3 separate regions of the Macaca mulatta genome follow, and regions 1 and 2 are each linked to region 3. A link is a contact called in public Hi-C data. All regions are on one chromosome and are shown on one strand. Each heading gives the region's core, a stretch centred on a gene start, on an enhancer-like site or on the middle of the called end of the contact. The rest is flanking DNA. Distances are from core to core; before and after follow the strand shown. Region 1 holds the start of GNL1 (G protein nucleolar 1 (putative)). Region 2 holds the start of FLOT1 (flotillin 1). Region 3 holds the start of DHX16 (DEAH-box helicase 16).

Region 1 (3,193 bases), core at 147-2,646, 120 kb after region 3:
TGCCATCCCTACCCAGCGCGTGCGCCCTTCCTCCTTCCGTTAGAGCCCCTTCCTTCGCACCTTATTAGCCCCTAGCCCTTCGCCCGGACGGGCTTGACAGGCATGTGCACATCCCTCCCTGACCCCTCACCGATGGGACTCCCATCCTCCTCATCTCCAGTCTCTTCCCGCTCGGGCAGTGGGGGTTGCTGCTGTGTCGGTGGCTGGTGCTGATTCTGCTTCTTTCGTTTCGGCATCGTGGCTGCGGCAATGGCTGCAGCGGGATTTGGAGGGTAGTGAGGAAGGGGCACGCGGGGATTCTGTTTCCGCTTCCGGGGGGTCGGTGGGCAGCAATGCCCAAGCTCCCACCATTCCACTTCCGGAAGGTTGCGGAGAACATCTGTGGCGGCCGCATTCTGGAGTAAACTGCCTCTCTCCGTCTCTGCCAGGCATGGCGGCAACCTCACACCTTCCTTTTGCTGCGTTTCTATAAATGCTTTGAAAAAATTCCGCTCTTCTTCCCTCGCTGGAAAACACCACAACCAGCTCCTCAGAGTGTGTCACAGAGTCAACAGGCTCTCGGGCCAGAAGGCCTGAGAAGAGGACTGTCGCACCGTAAGATCGCCACATCCGGTCCTCGGTTACTATGGTAACAGCTGCAGGCACAACTTTGTGCCCTTTGACCTCCCTCCAAAAGCCCTTGTCCCGCCTGGGTTTCGCTTCTCGCCCGCTTTTGCACTTCTGATCTGTAAACCTGCTCCTTATCATCGTTCCCACAAGGAATTTGGGTCCCAGCAGGTCGGCAGCCAGGACTCTTCAGACCGCCGCCCTCCCCTAAAGACCTCTGACCGTGCCCCCGGTGTAGCCCAGCAACCTGGCTTCATTCCCGGGACGCACCGTCTCGGCTTTCCACTAAGGTCAAGCCTGGGGGTTGGGAGTGTAGCCTCAGCGTGTCCACTCCTCCTCTCCCCTAGGTAATAGGCCCCGCCCTCCGCTCCGCCGCCCCCTCCAGGTGAGTGGTAGCTTCTCCCGGGAGCGCAAGGTAGTGATGACACGCGCTCCCCCCTCCTCCGAACGCGAGTTGGTAGCGTCCGTGACGAAGTTAGCCTGGTCCTCCCACGCGCGCCTCCTTCCTCGCCGCCGGGGTGCTCTCTCGGTGCTACTGGCTCTCACGTGCCAGTAGCCCACCCCGCATCATCCTTTCGCCTCGCTCCTGGAGGGAAGTGACTGTGTATCTCCCCTGTCCGCCTTCCATCGCCGCCGCGGCGGCAATTCGGTCGGGCCCGCCCGCTGACGTCACCTGCTAGCTCCGCCTCCTCTAGGGTCCCGGGCCCCTGCGGCGGGGACTGCCCCGGGGGGCAGTCAGTTGAGGCGGCAGGAGCTCGGCGGAGGGCGGGCCAGGTGACTGGTCCGGGCCATGCCGAGGAAGAAGCCCTTTAGCGTGAAGCAGAAGAAGAAGCAGTTGCAGGACAAACGGGAGCGGAAGAGAGGTCAGTGCGGGAGCTGGAGGAGGAGGCGGGGCTCGGGCTTCCGCACAGCTGGAAGGAGGGGTGTGCCCGCTGCACCTCTGGGGGTCGTGGGAGGGTGTCGTGGGACCGCGCCAACCCTCGCGGCCTATCGCGGAGGGGATCTCCCACCCCACCCCCCCACATCTGGAAGGGGTGGGGAAGGATGGAGAGTTGGGGGAGGGGAATCCCTCCAGCTCGCACGGGGCGCCGTCCCTACTGCTCCCTGGAGGAGTGATTCCCCCCCACGCACATCCGGGAGGGTCCCGAATAGGGTGGTTGGGAGGACAGAGCGTCGGAAGAAGTTGAGTGGGATGAAGAAGAGTCAGACCGGTGGGGGAGAGGGTCTTATGGCCCCTGAGAGCTGGCCAGCACTGGCGTCACCGGCCCCTCCCCGCAGGGCTTCAAGATGGGCTGCGCTCCAGTTCCAACAGCCGCAGCGGGAGCCGGGAGCGGCGAGAGGAACAGACAGACACCTCGGACGGGGAGTCTGTGACCCATCATATCCGCAGGCTTAACCAGCAGCCTTCTCAGGGGCTGGGTCCACGAGGCTACGACCCAAATCGGTGAGGGTGGGAGGGGGCGCTCGTCCCGGCTTTCCCGCCTACCCGGAAGTCAGAGCTTTGGGGGAAAGTGGGCTGCTGCTGGTGAAGACGGTGGGCCTGCGATGCCACAGTTCTCCGCTAGCCCCTCGGCTCCCCAGTGCGGGCCACAATCTTGCTTTCCAGAGGGGCTGGAGAGAGTTGGGCTTTTAGGAGGAGGAGGCTGAGTATTGCCTGAAAGAAGGACTTGGGGGAAGGCTGACTTGAGAGAGGAGACTTGAACGACGAGAGAATGCTTTGCGAAGTTGATTGTCCAAGAGGGGAGAAAATAGGAGTTTGTGGCCACAGGATTGCGCTGGATGTCTTGGTCCCTGTTCCCTTAGATACCGACTGCATTTTGAGAGAGACAGCAGAGAGGAGGTAGAGAGGAGAAAGAGAGCAGCCCGGGAGCAAGTTCTACAGCCGGTCAGTGCTGAGGTGTTGGAGCTGGACATCCGGGAGGTCTATCAGCCTGGCTCAGGTGAGTGAGGGCAAGACAAGTATTGGGCTGGGGAAAGGAGTTTGGAAAGGTAAGAGCCTAGTGTGAGGATGGAGGGGTCTGGGATGTACTCTTGAATCCTGAAAATTCCCTCACACTTGGACTTTTTCCTGATTTCCCAGTTCTGGACTTTCCTCGACGTCCTCCTTGGAGCTATGAGATGTCCAAGGAGCAACTAATGAGCCAAGAGGAACGGAGCTTCCAAGAGTATCTTGGGAAGATTCATGGGGCTTACTCCTCTGAGAAACTCAGCTACTTTGAGCACAATCTGGAGGTGACAGTGTACTCTAGGGACAGGAGTGGGGCATAGTGACCAATGGTCAAATTGGCTTGGGATCAGGCTTGAGAGGGACTCTGTGTTCAGGTTCTCTTCCTGATCTTGTCTTTTTAGACATGGAGGCAGCTGTGGCGTGTGTTAGAGATGTCTGACATTGTCCTGCTTATCACTGATATCCGACATCCAGTGAGTACTAGGAATAAGGGTGGCCAAGGAGGAGGAGGGAGAAAGGTTTTTCAGGGGCAAAGGTCAGAGGCAAGAGTTGGGAGACAGGTATCTATTTTCCTGTCTTTCTGACCTCTGCCTAGTGCTGATGTCTGCAGTTAGGAACTCAGTTTTTTATTCTCTCTTA
Region 2 (3,220 bases), core at 460-2,959, 68 kb before region 3:
ACTCCCCAAAAAGAATACGAAAAACCACAAAGAAACACCAGGCGTACCTGGTGCGCGAGAGCGTATCCCAAACTGGGACTTCCGAGGCAACTTGAACTCAGAACACTACAGCGGAGACGACACCCAGTGCTTGAGGCGGGACTTAGGCGCACATAGACCGAGGCACAGCCAAGCTGGGGCTAAGCCCGGTGGGAATTAGAGCGTCGTTAATTTATTTCTTATTGCTCCTAATTAATATTTATATGTATTTATGTACGTCCTCCTAGGTGATGAAGGGGTGTACGTAATATTTATTTTAACTTATGCAAGGGTGTGAGATGTTCCCCCTGCTGTAAATGCAGGTCTCTTGGTATTTATTGAGCTTTGTGGGACTGGTGGAGGCAGGACACCTGGAACTGCGGCAGAGTAGGAGAAGAAGTGGGGAGGACCCGGGTGGGGGAGGACGTTCCGGCTGGGATGAAGCCTGGTGGTGGGTCGTAAGTTTAGGAGGTGACACTGCATCCTCCAGCATCTCAGCTCCGTCTGTCTACTGTGTGAGACTTCGGCGGACCATTGGGAATGAGATCCGTGAGATCCTTTGATCTTCTTGAAGTCGCCTTTAGGGAGAGGCTGCGGGGTAGAGGGTTGGGGGTTGGTGGGCTGTCACGGGGCGACTGTCGAGATTGCCCAGTATGTTCTGTGAACACAAATAAACTTGATTTACTGTCTGCAGTCTTGAGTGTATCTTTGCAAGCGCCGACTCCCCGCTCCTCCCCGCCTTCAGATGGCAAGGAACGGCGGGAGGCGCCGTGGCCCAGTCCCCAGCCCGCGCACTTCCCTGGGCCCCGGAGCTCCTTTTCGTGGAGTCAACAGAACCCAGCATCCGGTTGCCCGATGCAGTCTTTCATTGCCCAGTCTGCGGTTTTCCCAGGTAGTTGCCCCGCGGCGAATCCGAGATGTGGCAATCACCCTTACGCCAGGGTGCCGGGCCGCGGAGGTCAAGTCCCGCGCCCGGGGGCGGAGCGTGGAGCTGTGTCGCCCGGCTCAAGAAGGGCGGTGATTGGGGCGGCAGGGATGTGGCCGCCCCTGGGCTAACCAGGCAGCCCGGCTGGGCCCGGGAGCCAACGGGTGGGCCGGCTGCGGACTCGAGCGGGGCCTGCCGGGAAAGGGGCGGGCCAAGCTCACAGGGCCGAGGCGGGGCGAGGTGGGGGTGCTTAGTTTGCTGCGGGGGGCGGGGTCGCGGCTGCAGCAGCAACAGGGTGCGGCCGGGTGGGTAACGCGGGAGCGGACCCAGGAAGGCTGGTCCGCTACCGGCCCCTGCTCGGCTTGCAGGTCCCTGCGCGCCCCCGCCCTTCCCTAGACCCCAGCCGGGCCGCCGCCGGTGTCCAGGAAGGTGAGTGGGGGAGGGGAGATGGAGCCTGGGGCTGCCGAGAGGCAGGGAGGGAGGGGAAAGATCTTCAGGCCTCTGGGCGCAGGGGACCTTTATCAAAGGGAGCGGCGAGGGGAAGGGAGGGACCGTACGCAGGCGGGGAAGAGGTCGCTGGGGATCTTCAGGATTTTGCAGGGAAAAGCTTTAGCGGACCCATGGGTGCGGAAGGGACAGGCTGTGGCGGATGCAGACTGAGAGGGCCTGACGGGAAAGGGAAAGGATGGGCCCCTGTGGACGCCACAGCGCCCCTTCCCCATCCGCAATGGCTTTCCCTCCCTCTCCTCCAGCTCCAGCCTGAACCATGTTTTTCACCTGTGGCCCAAATGAGGCCATGGTGGTCTCCGGTAAGTACTGTTGTACCCTTCCCAGCCAGTGACCCCAGAACCCCTGTGAGTCTGGCCTCTGCCCCTTCTCCCTCTCCCTACCAGCTTCCCAGCCCCAGACTTCTGCCCCTTGATGACCACGAACTGCCCAGTTTGATTCCCACCATTCCAAGGCCCAGATTGCTTCCCCTCCAGCTCCCAGATTCTCTCCTGTGGGTTGCTGTCCCCTAGCCCCCGCCAGTTCCTCAGTCTTCCACATTCAAGCTCTGCCACAGTTCCTCACTGCTCCTCACTTTGCAGGGTTCTGCCGAAGCCCCCCAGTCATGGTGGCTGGAGGACGAGTCTTTGTCCTGCCCTGCATCCAGCAGATCCAGAGGTAGGCAAGAAGGGAACCAGGGAAGGGGAACCTCCCATTTTCTCTTTTTCCTCCTTTTCTTACTGTCTGTCCCTTCTTTTTCCCCTAGGATCTCTCTCAACACACTGACCCTCAATGTCAAGAGTGAAAAGGTTTACACTCGCCATGGGGTCCCCATCTCAGTCACTGGCATTGCCCAGGTGAGGCTTTCAGAGCCTTTTCCCCAAAGTCTACTTCCCCATCACCCTCTCACCCAGACATTAAGACATCTTCTGGCCACAGCCTTCTCGATCCTTGCCTGCAGAGAAGTTCCTCTGCTAGTCTCATCTTTTCCAGGCACCCTCAAGGCACTTGCTGCCTCCTCCTTTCTTTCCCTGAAATGGAAGAAGCATTTCTTTGAGGGCTCTCCCTTCTCTCTGCTTCTTCTCTGACTTCATGAGGCCCCCACCACACCTTTCCTACCCCTACTCTGGCTACAGGTAAAAATCCAGGGGCAGAACAAGGAGATGCTGGCGGCCGCCTGTCAGATGTTCCTGGGGAAGACGGAGGCTGAGATTGCCCACATTGCCCTGGAGACGTTAGAGGGCCACCAGAGGGCCATAATGGCCCACATGACTGTGGAGGTTGGCCTGGGGGCAGGGAACCATCTGGAATGATGCCAAAATGAGGGGGACCCAAGGACCACACTAGTCTGTGACAGACAGTGGATCTAAGAGCTTACATCCCGGCCGGGCAGGGTGCTTCATGCCTGTAATCCCAGCACTTTGGGACACCAAGGCGGGTGGATCACTTGAGGTCAGGAGTTCAAGACCAGCCTAGCCAACCTGGTGAAACCCCATCTCTACTAAAAATACAAAAATTAGCTGGGCATGGTGGTGGGTGCCTGTAATCCCAGCTACTTGGGAGGCTGAGGCAGGAGAATCGCTTGAACCCAGGAGGTAGAGGTTGCAGTGAGCCAAAAAAAAAAAGAAATCTTACATCCCCTCTCCCCACCATCCTGTTATCACAGGAGATCTATAAGGACAGGCAGAAATTCTCAGAGCAGGTTTTCAAAGTGGCCTCCTCAGACCTGGTCAACATGGGCATCAGTGTGGTTAGCTACACTCTGAAGGACATTCACGATGACCAGGTAAA
Region 3 (3,006 bases), core at 229-2,728:
TCAGCCTCCCAAAGTGCTGGGATTATAGGAAGAGCCACTGCACCTGGCCTTGCTTACTTTTAAATAAGCAGCCACCAGTGATTTTCTCAAGATGTTAGCAAAAATGCAGAAAACAGTTTGCCTGTTCCTTAGTTTGGAGATTTTGTCTTTAACAATTTTCCTGGGCTGGGCGCGGTGGCTCAAGCCTGTAATCCCAGCACTTTGGGAGGCCGAGACGGGCGGATCACAAGGTCAGGAGATCGAGACCATCCTGGTTAATACGGTGAAACCCCGTCTCTACGAAAAAGTACAAAAAACTAGCCGGGCGAGGTGGCGGGCGCCTGTAGTCCCAGCTACTTGGGAGGCTGAGGCAGGAGAATGGCGTGAACCCGGGAGGCGGAGCTTGCAGTGAGCTGAGATCCGGCCACTGTGCTCCAGCCTGGGTGACAGAGCGAGACTCCGTCTCAAAAAAAAAAAAAAAAAAAAAAAAAAAAAAAAAAAAAATTTTCCCCAGTTCCCCAGTTTCTTCCTGCCTAGAGGTCTTCCCTTATGCCTGACCTGTCTTCACTCCTGCTGCAGGCAAACCAATCCTAGCAAAGGTCACTTTTTTGTTTGTTTGAGACAGAGTCTTCCTCTGTCGCTCAGGCTGGAGTGCAGTGGTGGGATCTCGGTTCACTGCAAGCTCCGCTTCGCAGGTACAAACGATTCTCCTGCCTCAGCCTCCCGAGTACCTGGGGCTGCAGGCGCACGCCACCACACCCGGCTAATTTTTATATTTTTAGTAGAGACAGGGTTTAGCCATCTTGGCCAGGCTGGCCTCGAACTCCTGACCTCAAGTGATCTGCCCGTCTTGGCTTCCCAAAGTGCTGGGATTACAGGCGTGAGCCACCGCGCCCGGCCAACACGGCTAATATGCTTCATGAGCATGGACCCCATCTTCCAATCTGAAATAGAATTTCGGTTGTCCCTTACTTTGCAGAGTTTTTGGCGCTATAAAACTTCCATACTTTATTTATTATGTATCCTGTCCCTCCCCCACCGCAAAATGTAAATTTGGTAAGGAACTTTTGATTTGTCCTCTGCTAGATCCCAGCGACGGAAAGCAATGAGCACACATTAGGCCTCCATTAAATTGATTTCACTTGTTGAATGAATGCGTTAGGGAAGCACTCACGGACTGACCATCAGGGGGCGTCAGAGAAACTGGATAGAGGCGGAAATGAAGAAAAAAGAATTACTCCGAACTTTCAGGCATGGTTCCGCGAGGTTTGAACTCGCTCGGCCACCGTAGTGCTTAGAGGCCGGAAAAAGTGCAGCCCCTTCCGGGCTTTGCGGTACCGGACGACGGCTTTGGGATGTCGGAAATTGATCCTAGAGGTCCCAAGGTAGCCGCCTTGCGAAGCTGAGGCTCCAGCCGAGGGCTCCAGGCCTCCGACTGGCCCAGCAGTGAACGGGGCTGCCCGACGCTTCAGGGCTGGGAGCAGGGAGCGTGGGTCGCCATGGCGACGCCGGCGGGGCTGGAGCGCTGGGTTCAGGACGAGCTGCACTCGGTGTTGGGGCTGAGCGAGCGGCACGTCGCCCAGTTCCTGATCGGTACTGCACAGCGCTGCACGTCGGCCGAGGAGTTCGTGCAGCGCCTACGAGACACTGATACTTTGGATCTCAGTGGGCCGGCCCGGGACTTCGCCCTGAGACTCTGGAACAAGGTGTCGGCAGGGTGGGGAGGGGTCCTGTGATTTGTCCCGATGAGGCTGGCCTAACGGTCCATCGAGGAGTTAAGAAAGCTCAGTTCACAAGCACTTATTCTTTGTCCGTTGTCGCCTAGGTACTGTGCTAGCTGCTGGACGCCCAGCTCAGTGGAGAAGATTGAGGAGGGCTTAGGTGTGTCGGGTTAAACGCAATAGAACGGTGTTTTTCGAACTCTTAACATGCATCCAGGGCCCTTGTTAAAATGCAGATTGCGATTCAGTAGGGATCTTAGTTTCTGCATTTCTTTCTTTTTCTTTCTTTCTTTCCTTTTTTTTTTTTTTTGAGAGACACAGCCTCGCTCGCCCTGTCGCCCAGGCTGGAGTGCGGTCATAAGATCACGGCTCACTACAGCGTCGATCTCCCTGGCTGAAGCGACCCTCCCATCTCATCTTCCCCAGTAGCTGGGACTATGGGCATGCGCCACCACCCCCGGCTAATATCTTTCATTTTTATTTTTATTTTTAGAGACGAGGCCTTGGTGTGTTGCGCAGGCTGGTCTCTAACTCCTCAGCTCAAGCAGTCCTCCTCTCTCAGCCCCGCAAAGTGCTGGGATTACAGGCGTGAGCCACCTTGCCCGTCCCCCCTCAGCTTCTGAACTTCCTTTCAGCCGTTTAATTAACAGAGGAGGCCCGGTGCAGTGGCTCACACCTGTAATCCCAGCACCCCAGAAGGCTGAGGCAGGAGGATCATTTGAGCCCAGGAGTTCGAGACCAGCCTGGGCAACATAGTGAAACCTCCCTACAAAAAATTTAAAAATTAATTGGGCGTTGTAGTGTGCACCTGTGTTTCCAGCTACTTAGGAGCCTGAGGTGGGAGGATCACTTGAGCCCAAGAGGGACAGAGTGAAACCCTGTCTGTAAAAAAAGCCAAAAAGCTGTGGGCCCCATTCAGGATGATAAACATGGGGTGAAGCCATGAGGAAGACAGAATGAAGGCTGGTTAGCTGGTTTAAAACTAAGTAATTGTGCCCGGGTGCGGTGGCTCACGCCTGTAATCCCAGCACTTTGGGAGGCCCAGGCAACTGGATCATGAGGTCAGGAGTTTGAGACCAACCTGGCCAACATGGTGAAACCTCATCTCTACTAAAAATACAGAAATTAGTCAGGTGTGGTGGCAGGCGCCTGTAATCCCAGCTACTTGGGAGGCTGAGGCAGGAGAATTGCTTGAACCTAGGAGGTGGAGGTTGAAGTGAGCCGAGATCACACCATTGCACTCCAGCTCCGGGTGACAGACCAAGACTCCATCTCGGCGGGCGGGGGGAGACTAAGTAATTGCTTA

The links. Hi-C and Micro-C count contacts between places; a contact is called where the count stands out from the background.
Region 1: a Hi-C map of blood shows a contact between it and region 3, with 2.6 times the contacts expected there. The contact joins the promoter of GNL1 here to the promoter of DHX16 in region 3. A contact is called at or near these places in 4 of 14 Hi-C or Micro-C datasets (CD4 T cells, blood, fetal cortex germinal zone and 1 more).
Region 2: a contact with region 3 is called in a Hi-C map of fetal cortex germinal zone, with 3 times the contacts expected there. The contact joins the promoter of FLOT1 here to the promoter of DHX16 in region 3. A contact is called at or near these places in 5 of 14 Hi-C or Micro-C datasets (CD4 T cells, blood, cortical neurons and 1 more).

The regions. Positions count from the first base shown.
Region 1 is chr4:152,490,448-152,493,640 of T2T-MMU8v2.0, forward strand. GNL1 (G protein nucleolar 1 (putative)) reads left to right here and starts at 1,397. Exons shown (of 12, transcript NM_001047139.1): 1 at 1,397-1,469; 2 at 1,885-2,050; 3 at 2,410-2,546; 4 at 2,687-2,838; 5 at 2,956-3,027. The coding sequence starts at 1,397. It overlaps PRR3 (proline rich 3), which reads right to left and starts at 302. Exons shown (of 4, transcript NM_001257586.1): 1 at 131-302. The coding sequence starts at 236. It overlaps LOC144340506 (a long non-coding RNA gene), which reads left to right. Exons shown (of 2, transcript XR_013416688.1): 2 at 954-1,245.
Region 2 is chr4:152,305,111-152,308,330 of T2T-MMU8v2.0, forward strand. FLOT1 (flotillin 1) reads left to right here and starts at 1,710. Exons shown (of 12, transcript NM_001105168.1): 1 at 1,710-1,752; 2 at 2,032-2,107; 3 at 2,196-2,286; 4 at 2,566-2,709; 5 at 3,096-3,215. The coding sequence starts at 1,710. It overlaps LOC114677753 (a long non-coding RNA gene), which reads right to left and starts at 948. Exons shown (of 2, transcript XR_013416698.1): 1 at 814-948; 2 at 275-676.
Region 3 is chr4:152,373,157-152,376,162 of T2T-MMU8v2.0, forward strand. It overlaps DHX16 (DEAH-box helicase 16), which reads left to right and starts at 1,479. Exons shown (of 20, transcript NM_001105166.1): 1 at 1,479-1,685. The coding sequence starts at 1,479.